4 separate regions of the Zea mays genome follow, and all the other regions are linked to region 4. A link is a contact called in public Hi-C data. All regions are on one chromosome and are shown on one strand. Each heading gives the region's core, a stretch centred on a gene start, on an enhancer-like site or on the middle of the called end of the contact. The rest is flanking DNA. Distances are from core to core; before and after follow the strand shown.

What was found. A called contact is a pair of places that touch in the nucleus more often than the background predicts.
Region 1: a contact with region 4 is called in a Hi-C map of leaf, with 6 times the contacts expected there. The contact joins the promoter of LOC100277519 here to the promoter of LOC100277986 in region 4. A contact is called at or near these places in 4 of 25 Hi-C or Micro-C datasets (ear, endosperm, leaf and 1 more).
Region 2: a Hi-C map of ear shows a contact between it and region 4, with 3 times the contacts expected there. The contact joins the promoter of LOC100279417 here to the promoter of LOC100277986 in region 4. A contact is called at or near these places in 2 of 25 Hi-C or Micro-C datasets (ear and tassel).
Region 3: a Hi-C map of leaf shows a contact between it and region 4, with 3 times the contacts expected there. The contact joins the promoter of LOC100279531 here to the promoter of LOC100277986 in region 4. A contact is called at or near these places in 2 of 25 Hi-C or Micro-C datasets (ear and leaf).

What each region holds. Positions count from the first base shown.
Region 1 is chr4:52,709,853-52,712,961 of Zm-B73-REFERENCE-NAM-5.0, forward strand. It overlaps LOC100277519, which reads right to left and starts at 1,842. Exons shown (of 3, transcript NM_001151053.2): 1 at 1,441-1,842; 2 at 275-340. The coding sequence starts at 1,714.
Region 2 is chr4:52,773,325-52,776,264 of Zm-B73-REFERENCE-NAM-5.0, forward strand. It overlaps LOC100279417 (Protein WALLS ARE THIN 1), which reads right to left and starts at 1,474. Exons shown (of 4, transcript NM_001152429.1): 1 at 1,114-1,474; 2 at 929-991; 3 at 307-826. The coding sequence starts at 1,325.
Region 3 is chr4:52,612,287-52,615,294 of Zm-B73-REFERENCE-NAM-5.0, forward strand. It overlaps LOC100279531, which reads left to right and starts at 1,713. Exons shown (of 6, transcript NM_001399047.1): 1 at 1,713-2,258; 2 at 2,404-2,473; 3 at 2,563-2,681; 4 at 2,794-3,008. The coding sequence starts at 1,970.
Region 4 is chr4:53,114,695-53,117,656 of Zm-B73-REFERENCE-NAM-5.0, forward strand. LOC100277986 reads left to right here and starts at 1,267. Exons shown (of 3, transcript NM_001151413.1): 1 at 1,267-1,669. The coding sequence starts at 1,416.

The DNA of each region.
Region 1 (3,109 bases), core at 592-3,091, 400 kb before region 4:
TTCCCATTAACATAATGATCTTATCATGAACAGTAAATAATGAACAGATAATAAAAAGTGTAATCATGAGTAGTGAATATCTCTATACCCAAAACCACATAAAGCAATATCATGTACTACCCAAAGATTTTTACTAGTAAAACCAGTGGTGAAACAAGGTATAAAGTTAGTCAAAATCTAGGGTAACCTATTGGGTCCCATCAAAATTAACCTATGCAGATCATTATGAAGAACATGACTGGGTAAAAAGGAAGTGATCAACGGCACAACTTGCCTTCAACGAGCTCCTGCTCAGCAGACTCTACCAGCTGAGGCCCTAGATCCTCTGTAGCTTGCTCGTCTACTCGCATCAACACAATACATACATAGTATAGTAAAAATTAACATCACACCAAACATGTAAATAAAATACACAATAATAATCTAGACAGTAAAATAAGATCCTAGGAACATGAATCATTAGTTTGGAGTTATAGTTATTTAGTTATGAATTTCTGAAGCTATTAAGCACTTAGACTAGATTAATTCAAATGAACAATTTTAATTCAAGTTTTATGGCTAAACAATGTTACTAGTTGATAGACAATATTAATACAAAATTATTGCAACTGGAATGACTCAATTTGGAGTTAAAATAAATTTAATATGATTTATACTTGTTTCTAGAATTTTTTTATATTAAAAATCAATTTCTATAATTATTTATCTATTTCTTTAGTTCTCTGGTCTACGCGCCAAATTCTAGAAAGGCCAGGGGCTTTCTCGCAAAAACCCCACAGACTCAGATCTAATGCGCTGATGGACGGCGGGTTGATTGGCCAGAAACAGAGGGGCTCGTTAGTAATTTTTATCAACTGAAGCGGTATCGGCCATCTCTGGCCATCCAATCAGAATCAGACGCGCCAGATCATAACGTGAACCGTTACGAGCCCGCGAGCGCAGGATCCCGATCCAACGGTCTACAAGTATGGTTTCCTTTCGCCCGCACATCCGATGATCATCGGCCGAGATTGACACGGCCGAATCGGTACGCTAGCTCACATCGTGAACGTTGATAATGAATCTAACGGTTGCGCATCAATCCGGCTGAGCGGCTACGGTCATCCGATCCCCACCGTACAACACGGGATCAACGGTCGTCGGCCTTCTTCTACCTCACCGGTTCTCTCTCTCTTCTTTTTTTTTCTCCAGCTAATCCGCTGCGGACGAGCGCCATGGACGCGACAACAAACTATTCCGAGCTCGCCATTCGAGCCCTATCTACCGCCCGGACGCCTCTGCTCCTACCTTACACGGCCACACATTCATCTTCTTTCCTACCCCCATGACCAGACTTGACGGCGCTACCCGACACACTTGTTGATAGACCAAAGCCCGAGCCTACAAACTGCTACCTGCACAGAAATATAAAGCGGAGACAGCTAGAGTGGTGATTCTCACTAGAATTCCCGACGCTCGGCTCGATTTGGCGATGAAGGCCCGGTCCGGTGAAATGCCGACCGCGCCCATCCACGGTTCGTCCGCCTGGCGTGCGCTGTGAAATCCCCACTGCAGTATAATTACGCCGAGACCCTTGCTTCCAGGTTGCCGTGTGGCAATGCTTCGCGCGTACTCCCCAGCGACTTTGCACGGCACCTTGCTTGAAGCCGCAGCTCCGCCAGAACCCGTACACTCGCGGCTCTCTCTCTCTCCGCATTCTCTCTACTAGGGCCATGTTTGTTGCTGCAGCCTAGGATTGGTCACGAGTGGAGAAAGGAGCATGGCGCGCCGCTTTTAACCATGGAGTCTTGGACTCCTGAGTCGAACGCCGAGGTCTCCGCGATTACGGTTGAATCCCACCGCGCACGGAGTCTGCGATGCCCTCCGCCAGCTACGGGTAGAAGACCCCTTCTCTGCCTCTGGTAAACCGGACCCACCAGTCATCCACGTCGCGCGCGCAAGAGGAAAGGAAAGTACTGACTCGGTGGGGCCACATGACAGCGACGCAAGGAGAATGACACTCGATTAGGTGCCCGACACGTGGGTCCACCAGGTCAGGAGAAATGGCTGCGGACGGTTGGTTAGTGGGCCGACCCAGGAAAAGCCAGCCCAAGCCGTGAATTTCTCTTTTTTCCTTTTTCTTTTCTTTTTCTTTTCTTTCATAATTTCTGTTTTCAAATTCTAATTTTCAAATTTGAACTTGTCTCACAACTTTGAACACAAATGCAAAAATACAAGAACCCAGCATATAATGCATATTTAATTTATACATTTATTTACACTAGTTAATAGTTCACTTGAGCCCATTTTTGGATTATGCAATAAGAAGTAAACCAAAACAAATAATCCCATAACCCCTTTTTTTATTTATAATACCCAATACTTATACATTTTTATAAATCCAATTATTTGGGTATTACAAATCTTACCCCACTTACAAAGAATCTCGTCCCCGAGATTTAGGAAGGACTAGGGAAAAGATGGGAAAAATCTATGCGAAGCTCTTCTTCTCTCTCCCAAGTAGCTTCATTTTCTCCATGATGGCTCCATTGCACTTTGCACATCTTAACAACCTTATTTCTTGTAACTCGAGTCAAAGTTTCAAGAATCTTGGTAGGATATTCCGTATACGTTAGATCATCTTGAACACTAAGATCCTCCATTGGTAGTTGCTCCTCAGGTACCCTGAGGCTCTTCTTTAGTTGTGACACGTGGAAGACATCATGTACATTCGCAAGATGATCGGGTAGTTCTAGTTGATATGCCACTTCTCCCACTCGCTTTAAGATCAGGAAAGGTCCAATGAAGCGAGGGGACAATTTTCCTTTAACTTTAAATCTCCTCATACCCTGGATCGGTGACACCTTTAGATACACGTGATCACCCTCCTTAAACTCCAGCAGTCTTCTCCGGGTATCAGCATAGCTCTTCTGTCTTGATTGTGCAATTCTCAAATTCTCTCTTATCATTCGCACTTGTTCTTCTACCTCTTGTATAAGTTTAGGCCCAAAGAACCGCTTTTCACCAGTTTGATCCCAGTATAGAGGAGTCCTGCATTTTCTACCATATAGAGCCTCAAACGGTGACATCTTCAAACTGGCCTCGTAGCTATTATTATAAGAGAACTCCG
Region 2 (2,940 bases), core at 224-2,723, 340 kb before region 4:
TTGCTTTATTTCTTCAGTTAAAATATATTAAGTTTAATTCAATTATAAAAAATAATAAAGATTTATAACACTAAATAAGTATAATGTACAAATATAACTAATAGAAACCAAATAATATTGATTAGGCATTATAAGTATCATCATATAAATTTGATTAAGCCTGAGATACTTTGGCTCTACACAAGAGTTGGAATAGCGTATTATTATATATAGTGCAATATGTATATACTTCATAATAAGATAGGAGTACGTTGTCGTAGCATGCAGCAACCTAGCTAATAAGTAGAGAGAGATATATATACTCACGGCATATAGGATGGTGAAGAGCTCGGATCCGGAGTGGAACTTCCATGCGTCGGCGTCCCTCTCCATGAAGGCGGCGATGATGAGGAACTGGATGACGCCGAAGAAGCAGGTGTAGGAGGTGACGGACAGCCGTGCCGGGTACTTCTTCAGCACGGGAGCCTGCAGCACCAGCCAGCCGGACCACGACAGGCAGTGCCCGATCAGGTACACGCAACCCAGCGTCCAGTTCTTGTCGCCGGCCACCGCCTTGCTGGTTGACGCCAGCTCGAGGCCGCCGCCGCCGCCGGGACCGAAGATGGTGGGGCCCTTGTAGAGCGTGATGACGGATGCCCCCGCCACGCACGCCAGCGTGCCCGCCACCTTGGCTACGCCGTCGCGGCGGTCCAGCCGGACCTTCTCGATCCGCAGCGCCGCGGCCATGGCGAAGGTGATGGCCGGGACCGAGTTCTGGATGGCGGACGCGAACGTCGGCGACGTGTTGTCCAGGCCCAGGAGGTAAAACCCTTGGTTCGCCGTGATGCTGATGATGACAACAAGCATGCATGCGTGCATAATTACTACGATTTACTGTATCAGTCATGCATGATGGGCATGCATGCATATGTTGGTGTCGGTAGCTTACCCGCAGAGCGCGAGAAAGAAAAACTGGACGACGAAGTTGAGGGTCAGCTGCGGCCTGTCTTTCCTGCAGCAGGGGCCGGGCACGCACGCACATACGCAGGCAGTTCATATACATCATCAGCTAGCAGCAGCAGCAGCGAAATAAAAAAAAACATGCATGCAAGCAATTGTGCCAGCAGTGCGTACTTCTCTAGAAAGTAGGCGAAGGGCACGAGGAGGCAGAGCGCGATGATGTTGCGGTAGACGGGGAAGACGAGCTTGCTGATGCCCATGTTGAGCGCCAGCCGCGACACCACGTGGAAGCCCGCGTAGCCGAACTGCAGCGCCAGCATCGCAACGTGCAGCTGCGCCTTCTCCGGCATGCCGCACACCCGCCGCCCCTCCCCCGCATCTGCCATTTTGCGATCGCTAGCGGCGTTGCCTAGCCGACCGGCGACACACCCGGCTAGCCGAGCTAAGCTATAGCTTGCTCGCTAGCTAGCTAGCTAGGCCGAGATCGAAGAACAGGTGTGTGAGAGAGAGAGGAGGGGGACTATATTCAAGCAAGAGCACCAAGAGTGGGGAGTGAGTGAGCTCCGGAGGGGGTGGCTATATAAAGGGCAGCAAGTGCAAGCCAGAGTGAGAGGAGTATAGCGACCGACGGAATGTCCGAGGCCGAGGGAGAGTGGTGTTGTACTGTGAGCTCCACACTACTGCATGTGGGCCCCAAGGTTGGAGCGGCAAAAGAAAGAGAGAGAACAGAGAGGGATGTGGCTATAAATGACCAAACGGGCGGCCCGGTCCAGCCCTGACACGGTCAAACACGGCATGGTTAGGGTACGTTCCGTTTGGCCCGTTTAATAGCCGTGTCGTGCCGGCACGGCACTAGTATCTTAACCTACGCCCAAGCACGGCACTGAACCTCCTTAGCCGTGCCGTGCCGGCACGGTAGGTCCGGGCAGCCCGTACAAGAAAACGTTGAAGAAGTATCGGTAAATTTGAGAGTGTCGGCCCAGACACTCTTAATACTGTAAAAGTGTGGCTTTTTACTGTACCGAAACTCTTAAATTAAGAGTGTCGGGGTGCCGAGAAAACCCACACTATTAATTTAAGAGTGTCGGGGTACCGCGAAAGCAGCAAACTCTTATTTTTTAACCCTACCCAAACACGACTGCTCTGTCTTCCTCAGCCGCGCCGCGTCCTCACCAAAAATCCCGCGCCCGCCCATTTCTCCCCTACCGCGCCGCCGCCGTTTCTCCCTCCCGCCGCGTCGCCGTCTTCCTCTGCGTCGTCGCCTTTTGTCCCTCCCGCCGCGCCGCCCTCCCGTGCCCTCCCCCGCGCCACGCAGAGCCACCCCTCTCCCGCGCCCTGCAACTGCGCCGCGCCGCCCTCCCGTGCCTGCAGCCGCGCCGTGCCGCCCTCCCGCGCGTTGCAGCCGCGCCCTCCCCCGCGCTGCTCCTGCCGCGCCGCACCGCGCCCTCCCCCGCGCACCGTGCTTCAGCCGCGCCGCACCCTGCCGCGCGCGACCTTGCTCCACAGCCACGCCGCGCCCTCCCCCGCGCGGCTTGCTCCATAGCCGCACCGCCCCTGCACTAGCCGGGCCGCCCCACCGCCTCGCCGCCCCACCGCATCTTCACGGAGAGCGCCAAGCTACCAAACGAGGCACTGCTCGAGTGCTTTAGCGCCATGTCACAGCTGTCGCTCTTCGCGCCGCGTCGCCCCTGCACCAGCACCGCCGCGCCGCTACCGTAGCACGAGGGGCACCACGCGCTCAGGTAATCAGCTCTTAGTCTCTCAATCTCGATGTGCAATATAGATATAAATTTTATTGCTGATTGTTGATTATTTTCTTGTATATTATTGTTACTCATGGGCACTAAATTAAGTAACTGTATTAAGTAACTGAATTATGTAATTGTACTTGGTACAACGCTAAAATAGATGTAACTAAACTCGGAACAATTGCTTTAGTGTTTAACTATTTATAAATGGCCTTTTCATGCCTAAGTGTATATATGTTGTTAAATATGTGTC
Region 3 (3,008 bases), core at 463-2,962, 500 kb before region 4:
ATTCCCCCTCCCTGCAAAGCCCATTCATATTTCCATTCCCGGCTATCACGTGTCTTTCTCATTCCCCCTCCCACAAAGCCTATTCCCATTCCCACGTGCATCCCACGCCTAGCTAAAATTAAATTAAAAAAACAGGCTCCAAGGGGATTCGAACCCGTGACCTCTCAAATAAATGTGTTTGTAGCTACCACTACACCACATGTGTGTTTATGTCTACATCTATTATAGTAAAAACATATAATACATCTCTCCCGAAGCCCACCTGCTACCCTTGCACAATGTGTAGTAGTAGATAAGTATCACTGAGATTATTAAATTATATTTTTGGATTGAGGGAGTAGTATTTAAAAAAGAGCCTTGCATGCAATTTCTTTTGTTTGAATAATGTTTTCAACTTAAATACTTTTTTTTTGCATGTGTAACATTTATTCTCCGTAATATTTTTCCATGGATCTAACTTATAAATCATTTTCATAAACCAATGTCAAAGATGAATCCATGTTTCTTACTTGGAAACCCCGAACAAACACCACTAGCACGAGGCGCTCGCGTTGGCGTCGCTCACCGACGACGAGAAAAAACTTGGCGACTACCAGTTCGACCTCTGGAAGCAGTCCTACATGGCCCATGCGCCGCTGTGTACGGCAAGCTCCGGCGCAGCCGCCGCTTGGACGTGGTCCAGAGCGGCTGCACCGCGCTGTCCATCGTCAAACATGGGGACCTCATGGTCGTCGCGAATGTCGACGACTCTCGGGTTGTTCTGGGCATCACAACCTACTACGACGCCATCACGCCGTCTAGCTCATCATCCACCTGAAGCCTAACCTGCCACGTAAGTCGCTACTGACCGGCCATGAATTCTTGTGCGCTGGAATGACGACCATTGTTGTTGTTGTGTGAGTGCCCTCGAACAAGATGTATGTAGAGGAGTAGCACATCCGGTGGTGCAACGACCAGGTGTACTACCTCGCTGATGAGCCCGGGGTGCACTTCATTTGGCAGCCCAGCCAAGAGTGATCGGTACTCACCATATCGCGCGCGTTCGACGACTATTATATCAAGGATTGTGGCGTCATCTCGACACCGGAAGTGAGCAGAGGTGGACCGATAACAATGACCACTCGCCATCGTCGGGGTACCTTTTGTGCCGATCTGCCTTTAATTCTCTTCGCAAACACACACTTGCATTTTTTGTTTAAGCAAGCGTGTATGGTGGTGCGTGCCTGATGACTAACGATGTACGACGGAACTTCTACCGGCAGGTGTGGCGCGTGCTCTCCAATAATGAGACCATGCAAATCATGACATATATCGAAGTCTGCATGATACTGATGGTTGCAATGTAGTAGTGAAACAACTAAATTAAAATAACAAAATTTATGTATGGCTAGGATCACAAATGGATTATGAAATATTTTCTTATAACAATATAAGACACATTTTGTATATAAGTTATCATGATATTATATGTTTCCCGTTGCAACGCACGGGTACTGACCTAGTAAATTATTATGTTAATTAAGTTGATAGTTATTGTTTATTAAAATAAAGAGAATGAGATATAGATGATTGAATTTAGATGATGTTGTTAGAGATAAAGAAGATACAAAAGATTGCATCTTTTAGAAGTTGTTTTAAATGACATATAATATTAAATATTTTTTGAGGGAATAAAACTAGGGAACGTTGAAGAGTCCCGTCCCGTCGTGCACCAACATGCCGCCGCAGCTGCTCGCCAGCTCCATTATTGCCTCTACTCCGCCATCTCCTTCCTAATCGCTCGCCTCGTTTCATCACCTGAGCTCTCCTAATCTCATTCACCGTTGCTTGCTCTTTGAATTGCCTTTGCCCCCATTTGCTTTCCTGTTTCTTCCATCCCATCCGTACCAGCTGACGGTGCCCGGGTTCCATGCCCAGCGGCCAGCGCCTTGTGACCTGATCCGCGGCTCGTCCATTCCTCCCTCCGTGAATGGCTCCTCCAGCAGGGTCTGGGGCAGCGACGGAGGGAGGGCCGGCACGGCGGCGCGGCACCGGCACCGGTACCAGCCCCGGCCGCACCAAAGTGTGGGTCGAGCCGCCGGGCAAGAGCCACCACCAGACCCCGGCGCGGTCGCTGCCCCCGCCCTCGCCCCCGGCCCCGTCGGTGGCGGCCAAGAGGGTGTCCGTGGTGTACTACCTTTGCCGCAACCGCCATCTGGAGCACCCGCACTTAATCGAGGTGCCGCTCGCCGCCCCGGAGGAAGGTCTCTACCTGCGAGGTCAGTCAGCCATCCCTCTCTCAATAAAGGTGCCGCCTTCCGGTTCCATCTGGGGGTTCCAAATTCGCCATAAACTCGCTCGCCGTGCGTACCAACAACTAGCTAGCTCATGATGCGAGTCGCGTTAATGGCGTTGCTGCTGCAGATGTGATTAACCGCCTCAACGTGCTGCGCGGGAAGGGCATGTCCTCCAAGTATTCCTGGTCTTGCAAGAGGTACTGCTGCATTTCGCAAGCCAACCTTTGTTTTTTGCTTTTGTCTGCTGTTCCCTCCTATTGTAATTTGTATCGCATGGCATCGCCAGGAGCTACAAGAACGGCTTCGTGTGGCACGATCTGTCCGACGACGACCTGGTGCTCCCCGCGCAGGGCAACGAGTACATCCTCAAGGGCTCCGAGCTTCTTGACCGCTCGCCGCCGCTAGGTATCTCCACGACTGACTGACTGATTGGTTCTGTGTGTGTGGCCTGGCCTCTGAATGTTTTCATTTTCATCAGATCTTGGTCCAATTTGTGCTTGTGCTTTTCTTGTTTCAGATCGGCAGCAGAATGGCGTTAGCAACCCAAAGGTGGAGGGCCTCAAGCCATGCAAGGAAGAGTCCCCTCAGTCGCGGGGCTCGCAAGAAGGATGCTCGTCGTCATCGTCTTCGTCTGCCCTTGGCAAGGAGATCTCACCTCCACCTGCCACTCGACGGCCACAGCAGCAGGCGCAATCAGCAGTGCTGCCATCGTCGTCGGCTTCCACCAACCAT
Region 4 (2,962 bases), core at 17-2,516:
ATGTATATAATAATCAATTTCTAGTTAATTTCAAACTAATTTAATAATATAAATAATAATTATACTAATAGTTTCACAGACCACATCAATGTAACATCAAATTAACACAACTCATCACTTATCAATTCACAAGTTACAATTTACACACATATTAATCAATTTAACTCATAGTTATATTCGCATAGACCAATTAAACATATAGAAACAATTTATCAATCATTAGTTTAATTTATACACTATAAACACCATACATACAGATAGCATGTTCATCAATTGTTACGTAAATAATATGTATAATTTCATTTTGCAGAAACCAGGGCCGTTCCTGGCTTTTCAGGGGCCGAGTGCGAAATCTGATATCGAGGCCCATCCACACACAAATATAATTATATATATATATAATTATACATATATTATCAAATATTTGACATATAAAAATTATTATGTACTATTTTGAAGTTTACAAGATAACAAATGTAAAATATAGCAAAAAGCACTTGTTATCTGATATTATTAAAAATATCTTTTAACATTTTGTGATACAAATTCATCTCTTATATCATTGAGATCAATCTCATCCAACAACTTTTTTTTTCGATATATAGAATCACCAAGCCATTTAACATCTCTTGAGTTATTGTTGATAAAAAATAGTTCACAAAAATATTTCAATTTTAAAAAGCTTCTCTCTGCCAAAGCAACCATCATATGTATAGTTTATAATACTCTCCCTATATCAAAATAGAATTTGTTTTGCTTCTTTAGTGGATTCATCATCATCAATATAAACATAAAAATCAAGAATTAAAACAAATACTATTTTGAAACGGATGGAGTATTCGATAAGTAATTAAGACAGTTTAAGAATATAAACGAGACTAGTCGATAACTCGTTACCGCATCGCTCTTTACGTATTTATGTCTATAATAGATAGGTTTAACAGGAAAAAATGCTACCGTATAGTGGCTAGGGACCCTCTATTTTTGGGGTTCGATGCGGCCGCACCCTTGACACCCCCACAGAGACGGCCCTGGCAGAAACGTGATATCTCGTTTAGCTTGTGAGCTGGCTCATAAATGAACCGAGCTATGATATCAGCTTAGCTCGTGGAAAATTCAACGAGCAGATCTAAATCAAATCGAGTTGATCACTGATCGAGCGAGCGGACGAGACACGATTATTTCGTCGACCTTGCCACTTTGTCAGATCCTACCCACGGAGGATTACGGTCCATGAAGCGAGAAGCGCAAACGCACAAGAGGTCCATGAGCTGCTTCCAGCCCGGAACCGAGGCTAACTCCGCCAGCCGACTCGGACCGGTGGTGGTGTCGTGGAAGCTGCGCAGCCACGGGCGGGCCTGTTCGCTGTTCGCAGCCGTGCCTCGATCGCCGCCCGTGCCAGAGGTCTCTCTCCAATGGCGGTGACGAGCGCCGCAGCCCGCCGCTTCCTCGCGCTCGCGCCCGCCCGGGGACCCCGCGCCTTCTGGTCGGCCTCGTGTCCACCCGACCCCGACGCACCTTCCGCCTCGTCGACGTCTACCGACAACAACAGCAGGAGGAAGAAGAAGGAGCCGTCCGGGTCCGCCCACCACCGCCTCGCCGCCGTCATGGACGCCGTCAACGAGCGCAAGCTCCCACCCGAGCTCAGTGGGCGCGGCAACGCAGTAAGGTCGGTGTCTCAGCCCCAGGTCCCTCCTCCATACCGTTCCCAGGAAAAAAAACCGTAGCTTGGTTGTGCTGTGCCGGGGCAATTGAATCTAGATTCAACATGATGTAGGCTGAAAGAATAGTTGTTCATACGGTTTGCTAGTTCAGTGCAATTTGTTTCACAAAATGCTACACGGAAGAATATCCACCATGCCGGCGCATTCAGTCATTCACAATTTCGCAGGCTAACCTTCACAAAAAGTCAAGTCTTTACTGATAGACAAAGACATGATAGGGTCTCTGAAGCACTACTCTAGGAGTGAAAAAGTACAGTGTTTTCCGTTGTGCTACCATTCCTCATCAGCGCTACTAAGGCCTCACATCTTGTTTTTCCCCAACTCAAATGTCCATTTCTAGATTTACCCTATCAGCTTCTTCTTGCATGTCAATACCTACAAGGCTACAACCTCTTTTTAATCACGCATGTGCATTTTGTACAATTACCAAATATTGTTTGTTTTAAGGTATCTCCGGGGTGATGATTTATGGTGGACCCAGCCGGAAAAATATAGGATGGACAATTGCAATTTAAATGAACCACTTTTACCTCTAGATTTTATCTTCTTCATGCCAAGATAAGAGGGACACCACGACCTTGGGCCGTCATTGTTGCTCCATCCATGGCCGCCGACACAAGGCGACCTTGGTTCGTCTCTCCAAATGTTTCAATACGTGGCACTACAACCTCTTTTTAATCATGTTGTATCTGCATTTTGTACAATTATCATACCAAATGTTGTTTATTTTAAGGTACCTCTGGGGTAATGATCAATGGTGGACCCAACCGAAAAAGTATAGTCTGAAGTCTGAAGTCTAGAACTAGAACCCTAGAACTCTGAAGTCTGAACTTAAGTACTGATTACTGAACACAGAATCACAGAATCACAGAAGACTGAGAGACACGTACCTTCTGAAGAGGTGTTCGTCTCTGGTCCCTGGTGTTGGTCACTTGTTTTCAATTGTTGTGAATTAAAAACAAGGCAACACAATGTTAAACGTTATATGACCTTCGTCTTATCAAGCATTATCTTTTCTCAAAGATAAAGACTCTTGGACGAAGGTCACGATGAGTATAAGATTACTCATAAACAATCCTTCTTCTAAGGTTGTTAATAAGTAAGAGTTTAGAACAAAAAGCATTCATGTTTAAGGGATAAGCAAATAACGTAGGATAAATGCTTCATCGGGTTTAGGGTGATAGAGACAATGTGTAATGAGATTCTTGGTAATTATACCAAGAAAGAAGACCAACTAA